Regions from separate parts of the Mus musculus genome. Here region 2 is linked to region 1. A link is a contact called in public promoter capture Hi-C data. All regions are on one chromosome and are shown on one strand. The core of a region is the stretch at or near the end of the contact, and the rest is flanking DNA. Distances in the headings are between cores, read along the strand shown.

What was found. Promoter capture Hi-C pulls out the DNA fragments that hold promoters and counts their contacts.
Region 2: a promoter capture Hi-C map of hippocampal neurons shows a contact between it and region 1, with 2.3 times the contacts expected there. The contact joins the promoter of Slc25a26 here to the enhancer-like site in region 1. A contact is called at or near these places in 6 of 39 promoter capture datasets (the 3T3-L1 cell line, hippocampal neurons, liver and 1 more), 1 of 115 datasets of contacts at active chromatin or transcription factors (embryonic stem cells) and 1 of 9 other capture datasets (adipose tissue).

The regions. Positions count from the first base shown.
Region 1 is chr6:93,769,237-93,772,900 of GRCm38.p6, forward strand. Magi1 (membrane associated guanylate kinase, WW and PDZ domain containing 1) reads right to left here. Exons shown (of 24, transcript NM_001029850.4): 7 at 272-307. Among named protein-coding and RNA genes, the nearest start is that of Gm23035, 23 kb to the right of the region's middle. Within about 2 kb of position 2,050, at least 55 of the 459 cell types and tissues checked have an H3K27ac peak or open chromatin away from gene starts, as enhancers often do. A contact at or near this core is called in adipose tissue, hippocampal neurons and liver, where this site is marked.
Region 2 is chr6:94,498,229-94,501,634 of GRCm38.p6, forward strand. Slc25a26 (solute carrier family 25 (mitochondrial carrier, phosphate carrier), member 26) reads left to right here and starts at 2,086. Exons shown (of 10, transcript NM_026255.5): 1 at 2,086-2,229. The coding sequence starts at 2,197.

The DNA of each region.
Region 1 (3,664 bases), core at 800-3,299:
GAAGACAGATTATATGAAAGTTCAAGGGTCATGGCAAGTATCCCTTCATTTTCTTCTCCAATTCTAAATTTAAGGGCTATTTATCGCTAATTTACTCTTTCTAGTCTCACTCTGTTCCCACGGTTTCGCTGTGAACACCGTGTATTACATACAGCTCTGCCTCATGCCTGTCAGCAAGTGCACTGCCTTTCATGGGCAAGACAGGCCGAAGCCTGTGACTGGAGAAGGGCACTCAAGGCAGAGAGGGGATCAAGCGGGTGCAAGGCATTACCTAGTTCACTGTCCAGCTCCTCGGTGTGTACCCCTTCTTCTCCAAAGGAAGAGCAGGAATGAGACAGAAAAGAGAAAGACAAATTCAGACACCAGCACCAAGAGAGAAACTCCATTAGAAAAACAGCAGGAAAAAAAAAAAAAAAAAAAAAAAAAAAAAAAAAACATCATTACAGCGACCTTACCTGAATTGTGGTTAGTTTCACTGGCTTTGGCTAGTAAACTTCTGACCTCAGTGTAAATCACAAAATGGTAAGAGCTGATATTGGCAAAATAATTAGACGGCTCATTTCCTTGCATGTCAAAATGTTATTTGATTGGTTGTAAATGATGACAAATACCTCTGAGGTTTCTATGTTCTTAAGTGGGAAGTCACTTATTACAGACCTTATTTGCAGCAGACAAAGCCGTGAGACCTTTCGATATAGGTCCTTTTAATCCTTCAATAATCCTCTCATCACAGAAGCAATTACACTCGCAATTAGAGCATTACTTAACTTAAAAGTAATGCGGCTTGGAAAAGGGAAAGTGAGGTCAAATTGAAAAGGGAGATTGTATAATGTCCCCAGTGCCTTTCAAGAGGGGGAGAAAGATCAACTATGCCACGGTGATACATATCAAGGAAATGATGCTTGAAGGCTGCGCTGAAGGGGCATCATGGCAGGCAGAGCTCACCGATTTGAGTTTGTTTGTTGATTTGTACATAAGCTTTCTAAGCCAACGGTTCAGACATAGTTGAGTGTAAATTGTGCTCAATTATTTCAGCTAGCAAAACAAGTCACCTCTGACCTCCTCTGGCTGTCAATAAAATAAGTTGGTTATTACTGAGATGAGAACATGGCACAGCACACAACATTCATTTTGTTGTTAAAGGCTCCCGAGCTACAGAGAGCAGGTGGCTGTCGCCTACCCTGGAAGGAAGCTACATGACCCCAGAGGCAAGGGGGTTCAAACCTCTTTCCAGTGTATATGCCAGTGTTCAGGGTACACTGTGGACTGTCTTAGATACTAACCATTAATCAGCTAATCCTGGTAGCTAGTTTGACCTCAGGATTCTGTCTCTGCCTCCTGGTAGAGTCTACAGACAGGCTGCCATGCCCAGCTGGCATGAGCAATCAGTTTTGAATAGCATTCTTTTTGTTGTTATTATTGTTTAAATGATCAGATTTAAATAAAATAAGGTCTGTAATAAGTGACTTCCCACTTAAGAACAAGGAAACCTCAAAGATATTACAAAATGCAAAACTGCCTATTTAGTATTACCTAATGAGGTGCACGGGAAGGCTTGCTCACCCCACCCCCACCCCAGTGAGTATGTGCCAGCCACTGTGTTAGGCAACTGTTAAAACTGGCACAAATACAATGACTCTTTTGGAAGAAAAGACATGTACAAAACTAAACAAAATTCAGTGAAATTAAGACCATGCCTAAGTCTCCAGAGTACGCTACACACTAGAGTGACGTGAATGTATGTATCTGAAGCCAAGGTCATGGAAATGGTATCTGAGCTACAATGTGAAAGATGCATGGGTGTCAATGAAAACCACTCAATTCAAGCTCTGTGAGAGTCGGATGCTTTGCTGTCGCATTCACTGACATGTCTGCAGGGTCTCCAACGGATGGATGTCTCACATAGAAGATATTCAGCAACTGTGAGCAATGTGACCACATTCTAAGGAGGAAGCCCTGAGCATCCAACTGTTAGGCAGCAACTCAGCGAGGTCTAGAGGGAGTGCAAAGCAAAAGGCAGGGCAGGGCAGAGCAGAGCGAGGGTGGCTGGACAGGCAGACCAGAACAGGCAGTTACTAAGCAACCAGAGAGGCCCCAGCAGTGCAGAGAAGACACCCTCACACTGACATAGAAAACAAAACAAAACAACCCCCAAAGCAACCAACTGCTGAGAGCAGCAGAAGGAAGGGATCTGGGTAGGAGACTTGTGTAACCCAGCTAGGAGCTCTACAGGTGGGGAAGAAAAGATGGAGTGGATTTCAGACATATTAAGGAAGCATGTGAACTGAGCTGACTCGTGCATTAGAAATGGAGGTGAAGAAAGGTGATGGATCAATTGGATTCCTGAATGTGTACCCATTTACTTCCAACCAACACGAGGAGCATTGAGTATAGGGTCAATAGTTCAGTTCTAATTATCCTGAGTCAGAAATCTCTTTGAGACAGCCCGCTGGAGCAAAAACACAGGCAACTAAAAATATTGACCTGATACTACAAGGAAGGTCAAGACTTCTAATGGTGCTAGACAAATATTGATGACCAAAGGAGTAATTATATTTATGAATAAAATTCCATGGGCAGGTGGAGCAGAGTATAAGACTTTTAACTGTATAGTACTTTGCAGGCACAGTATGTGTGAGAAGTAGAATTTCTTGATCCAGATCATGACAGCAAACAGTGAGGCAAGGCAGCTCTGTGCTTACAGCAAAACCACAAACTGACAGCTGCCATTATGTGACTATGTGTTTATGCTGTCTATGCACTCATATATCATTCTAAATGAATGAAATATGTGATTCTAATATTGATGAGATAATTACTGAATGACCTGCACTGGATATGCATGTATACTTGTGTCAAGGAAAATGCTGTTAGTGAAAAAAAAAATTTCTGTAGCCCTTCTTAATGCACCCGTTCCACAGCAGTTTTCTCAATGAAAGGCCTTCTATCATCTATTATCATACATTTCCCATGTACTTATGGTAGACATGGACTTTGAAGATCCAATGTAATAAAAATGGTTAAACTGCCTTCAAACTCATCTCTTGTCAAAGATATTAAACCTGTTCCATGAAGTTGTACTAAAGTACAGTTCACAGAAACCTTGTAGTGTTCTCATCTTTGAAAACTGGTTACCTATATATTATATTAAACAGAATCACTGAATACTCAGATGGCCATTACTCCCCACGTATGAGACACAGATCTGCTCACACACCTAGTTCATTCCTTCCTTCTTCAGCTAAGGGAGCAAGGAACTGGAGTAAAATGAGCATGTGGACTGTGCCTCAAATTAGAAACACATATATTTCCACTTGAACTTGTTCCAATAAACATGAACATGCAAACCTATATTTATTGAACAAAATCTGTAGCCATATGTAACAGAAAAATCACAGAGTACAAGGCTTTTAACTGTATACTACTTTGCAATATTAGCTTGCATTTTCCAAATATCACCATTTATGCATATGAAACAATTGTGCACTACAGGGTAAATTAATAATGCTTTGGTATCTCACAGGTAAATATGTTATTATACACACACACACACACATATATATGTATATATACACATATGTTATATATTATAATACATATTATAATGTATTACTTTATTATAATTATTCCACAACTAATACACAATTAATAGTAGTATTCATTC
Region 2 (3,406 bases), core at 836-3,335, 730 kb after region 1:
AACCAACTCACCAACCAATCAGATTTCTGGACATGGAGATGGTGTAGAACAGTATTTAGTGAGCTGTGGGAGTGCCTTGATGCAAAGCAAAAGTGAAAGGTATAGGGACTCTGAGGGAAATTCTAGTGGGAGCTTACTGGTAGACCCCAATGGGCTGTGAGGAGGCCTCCAATGAAGCCATGCTATAAAAGAGTGTGGTAGGGTGAATTCTCAGATGGCCTCAGAATCCCTGCCCTTTCATGCTCACAGTCTGTATACTCGCTCCCTGCCTTTGAGTGTGAGCACGGCCTGTGTGAGCCCTGCTGTTATGGTCACGTTGCTCTATATTACAGAAACGGTTTCTGCAGTTGTCAATCAGGTCTCCAATAAATTGACTGAGTGAGTCAGGATTATCCTCTGTGGCTCACACAAGATTACTGGAGGTTAAAAAGTCCACTAGTCACTTAGTTCTACAACATACCTGCTACCTGAGATGTAGTAGGCCCTTCATGCATGCGGAGGTTAGAAGGTATTGTCCAGTAAATGGGAAGACAAGTCTACTCCAAGAAACTTGCTAAATAGTTAATGACATGTTCATCCAAGAGCACACGTTGCCTTCACAGTGAGCAAGATGAATAATCAACTATCAAAGCAAGTCATTTTTTTATGCCACTTTATTTTTTACTGACACAGTGATTGTACAAATTTATTAGGGTAGTGGGTGATAATTCAATACACCCACACGATGTGAAATGGCTAAGTCAGCCATTAGCATGTATAATTCCTTAAATATCATTTCTTTGTGGGTCATCTTTGAAATTTTCTATTTTCTTTTAGTTCTCTATAAAAATATATAACAGTGACTAGGTAGGTGGAACTATATATGTAGCCTTTGTGGCTACATCTATACTGCCCTTGCATGTTCAAGACCCTAGAAAGAAAACCCAAATTATTATCCAAGTGTAATGGCTCACATCTGTAATTCCAACATTTGGGAGGCAGAGGCAGGACAATTGTTATGAGTTTGAGGTCACCAGAACTACATAACTACATTGCCAGTTCTAGCCTATCATAGGCTACAGTGAAACTCAAATACCAACTGAAATACACACACACACACACACACACACACACACGTAAGTAAATTGTAAACTAGCAATCCTACTGTCCTGCAGAGCAATGGTACTTATTCTTCCTGTCTTCCTCCATCTACACGAGGGCCCTGCTAGGTAAACACATATTCTACCATTGAGTTACACTCACTATTAAGCTGTATTTTTTTAAGTATTAAATTCTATTTATTTCACTATCAACATATTAATATGTAATAAAATATAATATGCAAAATATATGATATACAATAAATATTAGGTATGTCCACAGACATTGGGAGACAGCTTGTGGGAACTGGTTGTCTCTTTCACCCTATGGGTCCCAGGGAGTGAACTCAGGTTGCAGGGTTGGTGGCAAGAGCTTTTACCTGCAGAACCATCTCACTCGCCCTATCTAATAGGAATTTGTTAGTTGTCACCTCCAGAATTGGAGGCAAGCGCCTTTACCTACTAAGCTATCTCACTGGCCCTAACTAATTGTATTTTGATAGCAGCTACCTCCATCCTTCTTCCCTTCGTAGTCTCTAGTGATCACTCTCCTACTTTAAGTACATTAATTTAAAGAGAAATAAACGTCAGTACAAATGGAGAATACTTTTTTTTTTTTTTTGGTAATAAAAACGTATTTTTGTTTAACATTTTTTTTCTTTCTTTCTGGAATTGGATCAACAGAAATCCAGCCAGCCTGCACAGATAAAGCGAAGGAATAACGGACTTGGATTGTGAGTAGGAAACCACAGGGCTGGCCTTCAGGTACAGGCAGTGCCGCCTGGTCCCAGTCCTGCCAGCTCTGGTCTCTCCTCCGGGGTCTTTCGTAGATCCCATCCGGGGCCACAGGCTTGTGCGAGGCTCTTGCCTAGCGCCTCCGGAGCCGGCTGCTGAAGGACAGGAAGCCGGAGAAGCTCCAAACCCCAGGGTCCTCCAGGAAAGGCTCAGCGACCAGCACCGAGCGACGCACGTGCTTTTGTTGTGGTGTGACGTCACGAGTTCTGCCCCGGAAGTAGTTGCTCCATATCCCGCCCCAACATGGCGGCGCCCAGCTCTTTAAGTCAGCACCTGCTTTTGCCCAGCTTGTGATTTTTAACCTTGGCGGCGTTGGGAGACCATGGACGCGCCGGGCTTCACGGCCTCGCTGGTGGTGAGTACCGGGTAGGGGTGGGCTGCTGGGTGCAGGCTGCGTGGGAGCTGTGGCGGCTTCTCTGCACTGCCGCTTTCTTCCGGGTTTAAGCAGTGGTCGGTCTGTCCTCAGGTCACTGGCTGCTAGATCTAGGACCAAGCCTAGAGACGTCTGGGAAGTCTGTTCTCAAGGCTTGGTGGCTTCTGATGGGCTTTTAGAGATGAGGTATGCTTGACACATTGTCTTATTTACTGAAGGCTTCAGTAAATTAAGACTTCCCTTGTACACCATATTCACCTGAACTTGGGAATTAAACATGCAAATACACACTATTCAGGAAAACACTTACGACCCATCCATCCAAGATACTAGCTTGTCTTTTTGAAGTTTCTACACATTTAGTTCCTAGTAATCTGCTCATTTTTCTCCACGTTTAGGCTTTGAAGAAATACTGAGCATAAGTAGTGGTGTTGTGGAGTCGATGGTTTATTGGCTAATTCTGTCGATTTATGAGAACCAGTGCTTTTTGAGGGGCCTATAACAGCAGGTCTAGCAGGAGATAATAGATTTAGCAGATGTAAGAGAGACTGGTTAACTTTGATTTTATTCTGGAAGAGTGAACAGAAGCAGACAAGAAATACCTTCATTTTTAAAATGCTCCTGCTAAGGGCAAATAGAAGCCCAGGGGCATTTGTTTACAGAACTAGCTACTGCTCTGATGGAAGGGTTGGAGATAGAGTGTTGAACAAGAGAAACCTGCCCATAAGAGTTAGATGTAGGAGACAGTACAGAAGTGACTGCTCGGGTAAGTGACAGGTGGACTAGGTTCAGGACATTATGGGAAGAGGTGATAACAGGTTATGGGCCAGGCATCCTAAATATATGAGATTCATTTGTGTTTGGGGAGATGGCTCAGTAGTTATAGCATCTGTAGTTCAGTTCCCAGAACCCTGGGAAATGTTGGGTGGGTCTGGTGGCCCATGTGTAATTCCGGTGCTCAGAAGGTGGAGACAAGGGATCCCTGGAGCAAGCTGGTGAGCTAGACTAACCTTTAGTGATCTCTAGATCCTTTGCTTCAGTGAAGAAAGAGGAGAGACAATGAGAAAGACTTCTGACTCAAGGTTGGGCTGCACACACACACACACACACACACACACACACACACACACACATATGTGCACGAGCACAAGCACATAGC